Regions from separate parts of the Rattus norvegicus genome. Here region 2 is linked to region 1. A link is a contact called in public Hi-C data. All regions are on one chromosome and are shown on one strand. Each heading gives the region's core, a stretch centred on a gene start, on an enhancer-like site or on the middle of the called end of the contact. The rest is flanking DNA. Distances are from core to core; before and after follow the strand shown.

Region 1 (5,468 bases), core at 1,581-4,080:
CCTAAGTACCCCTCCCCCAAGCCTCATCATCCTCTCCCACACCCTACTTTCTCTCCTCCGACCTTCAGACTTGCTCACTTGTCCTCTCTGAGTTTGCTAATCCAACCCTCACTGGGATGGTGCACCACACACACCTATCGTCATGACCACTCCGGAGGCAGAGGCAGGAGAATTACCTGAGCCCAGGGCTTGAACCCAAGGCGAGCCACATAGCAAAGGTCCGTCTCAAGAGCAAGTAAGCAAATACATAAATATTTACACCCTCCCCTGCCCCAGGAGCTGTGGGAGAGCATTGCATTAACGTTCGTTCGTAAGGCCTTGGGTTTGATCCTTCACACTCCGAGATGTAAAGAAAATTAAATTGAGGCTAGCCTGGAGGGGCGCAGGCTCCGCAGCTCTGGCCCAGTTTCTCACATGTGTAAAGTTCCTCCCTCATCACCAGTCGGCAAGAGAGTGGAAGAAGTTACTCTCTTGACTCAACACAGATTCATTTTCAAGCCAAAGACACAAACCCAAATAACTCCAGGCCGTGATGGTTCACTTAGTCACAGATGGCCACAAGCAAAAGTGACTCAGGCTGGAGGTAGGTGGGAACAGCAGGTGCTGGGCACAGAAGGCGGCTCCTGTGCTGTGGGAGTCTCAGAATAGACACCTCTGCATTCCCAAATACCACCTCAGCCAGCCACTCTGGTGGATTTCACACCAGGCTCAACGGCAAGCAGCTGAGAACCAACTGTGAAGTACTGCAGCAAAAGGGCCATAGGCACGATGCTGTACGTGTGAGCATGCGTGTGCGTGTGTGAGCGTGTGCATGTGTGAGCATGTGTGTGTGCGAGCATGTGTGTGTGTGTGAGCATGTGTGCATGTGCGAGCATGTGTGCATGTGTGTGCATGTGCAAGCATGTGCTGTGTGAGCATGTTGCATGTGTGAGCATGTGTGCATGTGCGAGCATGCATGCATGTGTGAGCATGCGTGTGCGTGAGCATGCATGTGCGTGTGTGAGCATGTGTGTGTGCGAGCATGTGTACGTGTGTGAGCATGTGTGCGTGTCTGAGCATACGCGTGTGTGTATGCGAGCATGCATGTGCGCGAACGAGCATGTGTGCGTGCATGCGTTGGGGTATATATGTGCACATGGGTGTGCAGCTGCACACAAAGCCCACAGGATGGTGTCAGGTGTCCTGTTCTATCCACTTTCCTCCTTATTCCTCTGAGGCTGTCTCTCACCATACCTAGAGCTAGGCTGGCAGTCAGGGAGCTCCAGCAATCCTACTGTCTCTGCCCTCACCATGCTAGGGTTATGGGCATGATCGTGGCCACAGCCAGCTCCTTATGTAGGTGCTGGAGATTTGAACTCAGGTCCTCCTGCTAGCATAAGGGCTCTACTCACTGAGTCATCTGAGCCCCTCAGTCTCATTCTTAGCAAATGATAGCCAAGATCGCATATGCAGTTAACCTCACCCCATGATGCACACAAACAGACTGTCACCAAAGATAGTCAGAGATGGAACCAACAGGGCTTCACTTAAAAGTACAGAGGAGGAAGGACAGCCCCGAAAGAGGAGAGCCATCTCAAGACAACCGATGACCAGACTCTCACAGAGCAAAGCACACTGCCCCCAGTCCAGGGACTCCAATGAGGTATGTCCATACAGACAGAGAGGCCTCGGAGGTGTCAACAGCAGGGGGATTGAGACGTCCTGTGGAACCTTGCACTATGGCCTTCCTGCTCTAGAAATGCATTAATTCTATTTTATAAGAAAGATGTCTAGGGGTTGGGGAGATGGCTCAGTGGGTAAAGACCATGGCGGATGCTCTGAGTTCAATCTCCAGGACCCACACAGTTGAAGGAGAGTAGTGAGTCCTCGAAGATTTGCTTCTGACTTCCACAGGTGCTTTCCCCATCCCTCCCCAACTCTGTCTTACACACACACACACACACACACACACACACACACACACACACACACACACACACACATTTTTTAAAACGTTAAAAATGGATGTGCGTTTTCCCTAAGCTGAGCAAAGCCTTCCTATTTATAAAGAACGTGACACACACAGACTAAGAAGAACGTCCAGGGACCATCATAGCATGAGCTCTCTGCTGAGCTTGGCCTCCTGGATGGACCTGGATACCCTGGCTGTTTCTTTCCATGTGGGACAGCAGTACCCAGTGGCCACACTCACTGTGCAGTCCATGCTGACATTTGGTTACTAGCTGGATGATGATGGGACCAGAGGAAGTGCTGCTATGCTACTTTGGGGTAGCATATCAATGTTGGGAAGGGAAGGGGAAGCAAGCCCAGGCCAATGGCTTTATGCTCTCTGAGCTTTGACATCTCCGTGCACCTCGAAGGCTTTGTTGAGACGGAGCCTCAGAGGCTCACACCACGCAGCTTATAAGCAACAGAAGTTCACTGCTCTGGAGGCTCAGAGGCTCAAGATCAAGGTACCAGCATCCTTGTCAGTGACAGACCCTTTTATGTGTCCTTACACCACAGGCCACCAGGATCCCCTCAGGTCTGGACACTGGTCCCTCACTTCCCCAAAGACCATACATCTCAATTCTACCACACTGAGATTAAATTTCAACATGAGAATTTTGGTGAGGAGTACACCAGTATTCAAACCAAGCCAAGGCATCATCTATGTGGCTACCTAAGGCCATGGAATGATCTGGAAGGAAATACTGACTATGAACAGGATGAGCCCTAAGATGGACGGTTGTGGCTAAGAGCCAAATCTGCCCACACAACCCAGACACGAGCAGCCCTCGTGTTATAGCAACCAGAGCTCTAATCTATGAGCCTTGCGAGGCTACACCAGACTGGAGCGACGCCAGGCTGACAGCTCAGGGCTCTCATCTTTCAGTCACGCTAAGTGACTCAGGAGTCATCAGCTACCAAATATGCTCGCCAGTTCAACACATTTCTTTCCCTCGTGTGGACTTTCGAGTCTGGAATTCCTGTCCTATCAACTAGACAACTTCCTGCTTGAGTTTCTGATACAGTTAAAAGAAAGAAAAAGATGATGGATAGGGGACAGGGATGGGAGAACGAGCTGGTGGAGAAAGGAGCCACAATATCCACTTGTGGCCAGAGCCAGTGGATAAGAACACAGAGCTGGGCCAATCCCATCTGTACTTGGGAGGTTTCAGGCACAGCAGTAGATGGTGCTGATGTCTCTGTCATCCATCTGAAGGCCTCACTCAGGGTGGGGGCACACATGAGGAGCTCTAGAAGTCAGCTGGAAACCTGTCTTTGTCATCTACACTGCTATGAGTCCTAGGAGACAGATAGAAGCTGCTAATGGAGTCTCCAATAAGCACGTAGTCCTTTCTGTCACATGCTACTGATCCAGAAAGTTCTATGCCCAGACTCAGAGGGAAGGACCATGATAGCATAGTGGCAGAGTCATACTACAGCAGAGTGAGCACGATGCTATTGCCAGGAATGGCTACACGCTGGTACCCATGGCAGGGGCATGGGTTGCAGCCAGGAGTCTGAAGGTCTCTTTCCCTGGGGTTCACTCTCCAGCAGCAGCAACAGGGGGCACCAGGGCAGATTCTGAGGAGGTCTGTTGTTCATCAAGGTCACGAGTCACATGACAACTCTCTTCCACCCTCCTCCCGATTCCCATCTGGGCCAGACATAGTCAGCAGCCTTCCAATGCTGTCTGTGGTTCCCTCTTCCCATGGCAACGTTATTAAGTTTCATCTATTCAGGCACATTTCTCAGGTCCTTTGCTGGTGTATAGGACCAGATACCCTATTCTCACCAGTGCAGAGACAAATCATCCAGATCCACCAGCCAGGCAATAAGTGCGTTATTCCACCAAAGAGGAGGCTGAGCCACAATAGGGAAGGAGCCTGGGATCCTAAGTAACTGTGTAGCGGGTGTTCCACCAGACCCAATCTGGAATACTGCTAAGATGATGTAATATCAGGGCTTGTCATACAGAGTAGCATCACCTTACCCAATACCATACCACCTCCCTGGCCACATGGGGCCTGTGGTTCCTAAAGTTAGAACCGCAACGTCCCCAGGCCACTTGTGTTAAAAAAAACTGTTGGTTGTGAGTGAAGTGAAGAGGCAGAAAGAGACACCTGGAGGTGCTAGGGGCCCCTTGCCCTGCCTGCAACAAGAAACAGAGTAGAGCCGCAGGGAGTAACTCCTTTCTCATCTCAAACCAAAGGCTGTAAAGAAACAAAGTTTCGGAAACCATTTTAACCAAACCCAGGTTAGGTTTTAAAGTGGCGGGACCAGATGGTCAGAGAGGCAGATCCTCCATCAGGAAAGTGGAGCAAAGGTAATAAGGTGTGTTCACGCAACTCTCTCACGTAACACTGAGGAGTAGGCGCTGGGTCCTGTCTGCTGGCAGCTGACCCTCTGGGTTTGGGCTATGCAGCAGCGTGGTCAGGTCCAGTATGCTGGTGTGGAGGGTTACTGTTTTTGTGATCCCAGGGGAAACTGTCAGCCTGATCTGTGAAGACCATGTAGGCTGGGAAGACAGATCCAGAGGAGCAGGGGTAGCCTGGACTAGGGGAAGAAGTGTCGGGAGGGATCCTATATGATGGGCTTTCTGTAAACATGGTGGAAGGAAGATGCCCTGCTCTGCCAAAGGGACTTCCTAGTATCAGACCAAATGAGCAGAGAGGCGCCAGCTAGGGGATCAAACAACCGGAAGAAAACAAGTAGAAGGAGGTGCTTGGGAATTTGACTCTCATGGGCTGAGGGAGCCCGAGGGCCAGCAAAGATTCGAGCAGCAAAGTTCAGGAACCCAGGGAAGGTACAGGAAGCGACAGCTGCTAATGAGAAGCAGAGCCCTGGGATTTGAGGGAGGGCGGAGGTTATGCTTTGGAGGGTGCAGCAGGGACAGGGACTGTGGGAAGGAGGTGGAGAGGATGCAGCTTTGCCCCTGAGGAGTCTGGCGTTCTGGGCCACGTCACCACCCCACTTAACTTTCTGTGTGATCACCTCTGCCTTAGCACCAAGGCAGGAGTTATGGAGAGGGAAAGGAGATGGGCCAAGCCGCTGGGCAGGGCTGGATTCTAGGGGCTGTGTTGACTTGGTCTGCACAACCCTCAGGGCCCAGCACAATGTATCCAGAGAGCCGCTGTGCACAGGATGAGGGGTCTGGGATCAGATCCCAGTCCAGCCACCACTGGAAGAGGTATCAGGAAGCCTCAGTTACTCATGCAGTGGCACCCACTGCCTCTGTTGTGAGCGTCCAGTGACAGGATGGATGGATGGTCACGTGGGAGAGATGGGCAAGAGACAATGGTACCCTTCCAAGGGCAGAACGAGAAAAAGATTGCATACTTCTCAGGGCCTTTGATGGTGCATGGGTCCTGCTCTCACTAGTTTAGGGACATGTACCTTCAAGACCCACCAGTATATCAAAGGAGGCTGAGTCACAGAGGAAGAAGCCTGGGTCCTTGAGCACCCATATGGAAGTTAGTCTA
Region 2 (5,430 bases), core at 2,366-4,865, 270 kb before region 1:
GTGGACATTTGTACACACTATTGATGGGAATGTAAAGGTCTCTACTCAGGGGAGTGGAGAAATGAGAACCAACATGAAAATGCACAAACCTTGTTGAATTTCATACCCAGCGAGAAAAAGAAACGATTTATTTATTTATTTATTTATTTATCTATTCAATCATGGGTTTTTGAGAGAAAAACAAACTTGAACTCTTACTTGGCATTCCTCATAAAAACAACTTCCCAAAAGATATGGCAAAATATGAAAAATAAAAATCATAAGGCTTCTACAAAAGACGGAAGGCAGTGTCTCTGTGTGGCCTTGAGGCTCTCAAAGCACCTTTATCCAGGTTAGGGCAAAATAAAAAATAAAAATAAAGAACAACGAACTCCAAAAGAATTATAACTTGAACTTTTGAAAACATAGATTATTTATTTATTTATTTATTTATTTATTTATTTATTTATTCCTATGTGTGTAACTGAGAGTATTTGTATGTGTACCACATGTGTGCAGATGCTAACAGAGACCAGAAGAGGGCGCTAGATCCACTAGGACTAATTAGAGTTAAGGACGCTTGTGAACCTTTTGATGTAGGTGTTGGAACCAAACTTAGGGGTCCATAATGTCTAGTCCATATATCTAGAAGTGAGCTTGAGCTGGACTATACAGAGATTTCTGGCTGTTAGATAAAACCTGCATTTCTCAGGAACTTGTGAAACCTGTTCCCATCGGCCAGGAAGAAGTCTCTTCTCTTACCTCTAGCTACCTGTGGCACCTATCAGCCTATCGAAGCCCATGCTGGTCTCCACTCCCTCAGTATTTCCAGTACCTGTGATACAGCTCAAAGTCCACAGGAACATCTTGCCTTTCCCTCCACCCAGTGTCTCGTCTTCATGTAATCCGTGTGATTTGTTCTCATTCCTCTATTTCTGTTCCCACTCTTGCCGTTCTCCCCCCAGCCCCCGTTATGCTGTCCCACATTCTCTTACCCCAACCCTTGCTATCCTCTCACTCGCTCACTATCCTATCTTTTGCTTTGGCCACTCTTCCCTCCTGCGCTCTCCCTTTCTTAGCTCTGGCCATGTCTAATCTGCTTTCTTTTCTCTTTCAGATGCCTCAGGATGTTTTCTCCCGTAATCACCACAAACCCCTAGTAATGGAGCAGTCACGTGGGCAGCTTCTTCACTACACCTCGTCACATACACTCTACGGAACAGCGAGTGCACTTACCCACTGAACCATCTCTCCTGCCCCAAAGTTGAACTTTTAACAATTAAGGATTAAATAATTTTGGAACATGGTCTCACTGTATATTCTTGCCATGCAGACCAAGCCGTCTTTGAATTCACAAAGGATGACCTGCCTAACGAGATCTCAGATTGAGTAAAAGAAAAGCCAACCATCAGGAGAAACCCTTCATGGTGTGTACATCTGAGAAGCCATGTGGGCTAGCTAGTCAATTATTGCAGACAGGGACAGCCTGAGAGACTGGGAGTTCAACAGATTCCCTGTAGGCAGACAGATAGAGAAGAGGGCCATCTTGGAAATCTCCGAGATGACCAGCTACTTCCTCAACCTGGAGACTGGAGACAAAGCTGGGCTACATTTGTCTCCACTAGCCGGCTCCCCGCTGTTGGACAGCCTCAAGGAGTTCAAGGCTGAGTCAGTCATGCCATACCATAGTTCTGAGCAAATCAATGTAGTTTTCCCCAAACCAGCAAACCCTAAATTGGGGAGTTGGGGGTGGGGCTCTACAGAGGTTTTAAAAGCCCCTAGAAAAGACTGATCTTTTCAGCTCCCCCTTCGCTTTGCAAAGAGTCTTTTCCCTTTGTGTCTTTTGCATGCAAATGTCTACTTCCCCCTCCCCTCCCAGTAAATGTCTTTCATTTTAAAATATTTATTTATTGGGGTTGGGGATTTAGCTCAGTGGTAGAGAGCTTGCCTAGCAAGCGCAAGGCCCTGGGTTCGGTCCCCAGCTCCGAAAAAAAAAGAAAAAAAAATATTTATTTATTCTATATAGTACTGTTGGGTTCAGGACAGGCGCCGAGAAAACTCGTCAGAAACTTAACAATTAAAGTTTTATCTTCTGCACCCACAAAGAGGCGGCCAGTTCGAGCTCAGAACCAAGTCCCTGAAAGGGAGATTGTACAACATTTTTATGGGATGGGAACTCGAACGAAGCAAGGGGGATGGGGCGGGTGGTTGCGTTGACCAATCATATTTCGACACAAGGGGTTAAGCAAGGAAGTCATCCTTGGAGACTGGGCCTGATCCAGGTCACTTGATTTCAGGGTCCTTGAGTCAGCTTTTGGAGTCATGTGCTCTCTGGGACTCTGACCGGAATCTAGAGCGATAAAGGAACAAAGCAGGAATGGCCAAACACCATGCAGTCAGCTGACCCAGGAGACCCGGAATTCAGAAGGATAAGGAAAGAAAGAAATGGGCAAATTGCACCTAGTCAATTAGGACTTGCGAGTCTTGGTTTAGATAATAAGATAGCAGTGTCTTCCCTCTTGACATCCGTTACTGGTTAAAAGACAAACATGAAACATCTGACGAAGCAGGGAGCAGGGCAGGAGTCCAGTTGTGGGGCCTGAGAACGTGAACTCAGCTTGGATTCTGTGAGCTCGGTGGAACCTGTTTCTAAGATGGCTGAACTCAGGAAACTGCCTCCTAACAGTATAAACGCCCTGTCTTCAGGAGGGAGTTACATCCCATCACAGATGGCGGTGAGCCACCATGTGGGTGCTGGGAATTGAACTCAGTCAGTGCTCTTTGCAGCTGAGCCGTCTCTTCAGCCCTTTCCCTGCTTTTTAAATCTTTAACTGGCAGGGAAAATGAAACAGACCTCTTGGTGTCTAGAGTGTATCAAGTCCTCCCAACAAGAATTGACCAATGTCTTAAATGAATAGGCACTTAAAAGAGAAAACATCCAATTGGCCAAGAGCGCATGAGAAAGTGCGTGAAATTAGTCATCAGAGATGTGAAAATTAAGAATCCCAGGGTCACTAGAGTAACACCAAAAAGCAGGAATATCAAATCCTGTGGAAGTGGAACTGCCACAGGCCTGCTCTGTGACTCCACCGAGGCCCCATCTCTCCGAATCTCCAGAGCCCGTATTACCTCATCCTCCCCCACCCCTGGAGGCTCTCGGGTTACTACTCTATTATTCTCATTATGAGAGTCCTGTGTGTTTACAGTTTGGTTTTGTAATTCCACTTCCTTGTTCCACCTGATGTCAAAAAATTAAAATTGAGGGAACTAGGGAGCTGAATCAGCAGTTAAGAGCACTTTCTGCTCTTCCTGACGAACAGAGTTCAGTTTCCAGCAAACCCCCTACCCCTTGGGCACAAGTATCTACAATTCTAGCTCCAGGGGATCTGATAGCTTCTTCTGTGGAAACACACACACACACACACACACACACACACACACACACACACACACACACACACGCCCATTCATACACACACAAATAATGTTTTTAATGAAATTGATCTCTTTGTGCATTTCTAGCTGCCAACAGCAGAGGGCGCTGGATACTTAAAAATACATCTGTGCCCTCCATTTGAATTGCCAGGTAAAAGAAGTATTTTAGTCTCTTGTTCACAGACCACAGAGTCTTGTTCACAGTCCACAGATGACGTTTTATGCTTCCTGGCTGATACGGACATTCCTCCAGATGTGTCAGGTCATTCTTCTGTTTCCCTGGAAGCTAAACTTCCCTGAGAGACGAGTGCTTCCACCGCTGAGCTCCTGAGAAAGACTCTTAGATCTGCTCTGGTGCCGTTGGTTTGTATCAGTTTATGTGCCAGAAATTTAATCCCCAGTGCAACAATGTTGAGAGTGGGGTGGGACCTCTAAGAAATCATTAGTTATATACGTCTGGAACCGTAGTGCTTGAAAGCTGAAGCAGAGACCGTACCTCAAAACAAAAATAAGTAATTAGGTCATTAGGGCAGAACTAATGGGTTTATGGTTTTTACAGTAGGAATGGGCTGGCTCTTGCTGGAGTCGATTTCTTAGAAAAATATGTTTGGCTTTTGTGGTGGCTGTTCTTGGTTGTCAACCTGACTATAACTAGAATGAACTACAATCCAGAAAGGGACAGCACACTTGTGACCTGGATCTTGGGGCAGGAAGACACAAGCTTTTGATCCAGGTCTTAAGGTGGGATGACCTAGGCTCTTCATCCGGATCAATGCAGACCTTTAATCCAGATCTTGAGGCTCACCTTTAATCTGGTCCTTACCTCCTGCTAGAGACCCACATAAGGACAGTGGAAGGAGGAAGGGTTCAATTGCTCTCCACCTGCTTGCACAAACTTTGCCAGTGCATCTGTCGAACCTACTTCTTCAGGATTCCAGCTTATACAGAAGACCAGCTGAGACACCGGCCTCCTGTGACTGAGCACTTCTAGATCCTTAGACTCTCCCTGCGCAGCTGCCCCTTGTTGGGGTAGTTGGACCGCAGACTGTAAGCGATTCCATAAGCTCACTTTATTCGTTCCATAAATTCTGTGACTCTAGAGAACCTGACTAATATAGTTCTCTCCTCTTAAACAAACTTTCAGACTTTTGCCTGATTTCCTCATTCACACTCTTCAAGCCTCTTTTGTGACATGAACACTTGTCGCTTTGCTTGTTTTTTTCCCAACCACTTACTTAGACTTTGAACTCTGGTAGCCAGGGAGCATGCCTTCAATCCCAGCACTTGGAGGACAGAGACTGGCAAAGGTCTACAGAGTGAGTCTGAGGACAGCCAGAAGAAAAAAAGAGAGAGAGAAAAAAGAAGGAAGAAAGAAAGAAAATTAAACTCCCTATATTAGTCAGTTCCTCAATTCTTTAATACATATCTAAGATTATCTGCTTATAAAGGTAAAAGCTTCATTTGGCTCATGGTTTGGAGGTTCTGATCTTGACCAGCTGGTTCTGTTACCTTTGGCCTGTATGGAGGCAGCCATGGAGGCATGGTAATGGAGCAAATCTACTTAAACCACAGGAGGAGCAGAAAGCAAAAGGAAGAGGCCAGCACGCTTTAATCCATGCCGTCAAGGACTCACAGATCCCTGCTTCTGTAACATCCCACAGTCTGTCAGTGACACCATATGGGGGACCAAGCTTTAACACGTGGGCCTTTGGCAATAATTAAAGTCCAAGCTATAGAAATATCCTTATCTTTTGGAGATACATATTGTGATATTAATCTATTGAAATATTTATGTTTGATGTATTAGTTTTCTATTCATCCATAATCGGCTATCAAAACGTAACGTCTTGCCGGACAGTGGTGGTACGCACCTTTGATCCCAGCATTCGGGAGGCAGAAACAGGCAGATTCTGTGAGTTTGAAGCCAGCCTGGTCTACAGAGTGAGTTCCAGGACAGCCAGGGCTTATACAGAGAAATCCCGTCTCGAAACAAGCAAACGCAACACTGTCTTACTA

Evidence for each region. Hi-C and Micro-C count contacts between places; a contact is called where the count stands out from the background.
Region 2: a Hi-C map of the A7r5 cell line shows a contact between it and region 1, with 4 times the contacts expected there. The contact joins two enhancer-like sites. A contact is called at or near these places in 6 of 12 Hi-C or Micro-C datasets (the A7r5 cell line, the Rat2 cell line, hepatocytes and 3 more).

What each region holds. Positions count from the first base shown.
Region 1 is chr6:127,100,258-127,105,725 of GRCr8, reverse strand. All of the region lies in intron 2 of Slc24a4 (solute carrier family 24 member 4), which reads right to left. Among named protein-coding and RNA genes, the nearest start is that of Slc24a4, 59 kb to the right of the region's middle. Within about 2 kb of position 2,830, at least 7 of the 93 cell types and tissues checked have an H3K27ac peak or open chromatin away from gene starts, as enhancers often do. A contact at or near this core is called in the A7r5 cell line, where this site is marked.
Region 2 is chr6:127,367,051-127,372,480 of GRCr8, reverse strand. LOC102548124 (a long non-coding RNA gene) reads right to left here. Exons shown (of 3, transcript XR_005506207.2): 3 at 410-3,910. Among named protein-coding and RNA genes, the nearest start is that of Golga5, 7.5 kb to the left of the region's middle. Within about 2 kb of position 3,615, at least 5 of the 93 cell types and tissues checked have an H3K27ac peak or open chromatin away from gene starts, as enhancers often do. A contact at or near this core is called in the A7r5 cell line, where this site is marked.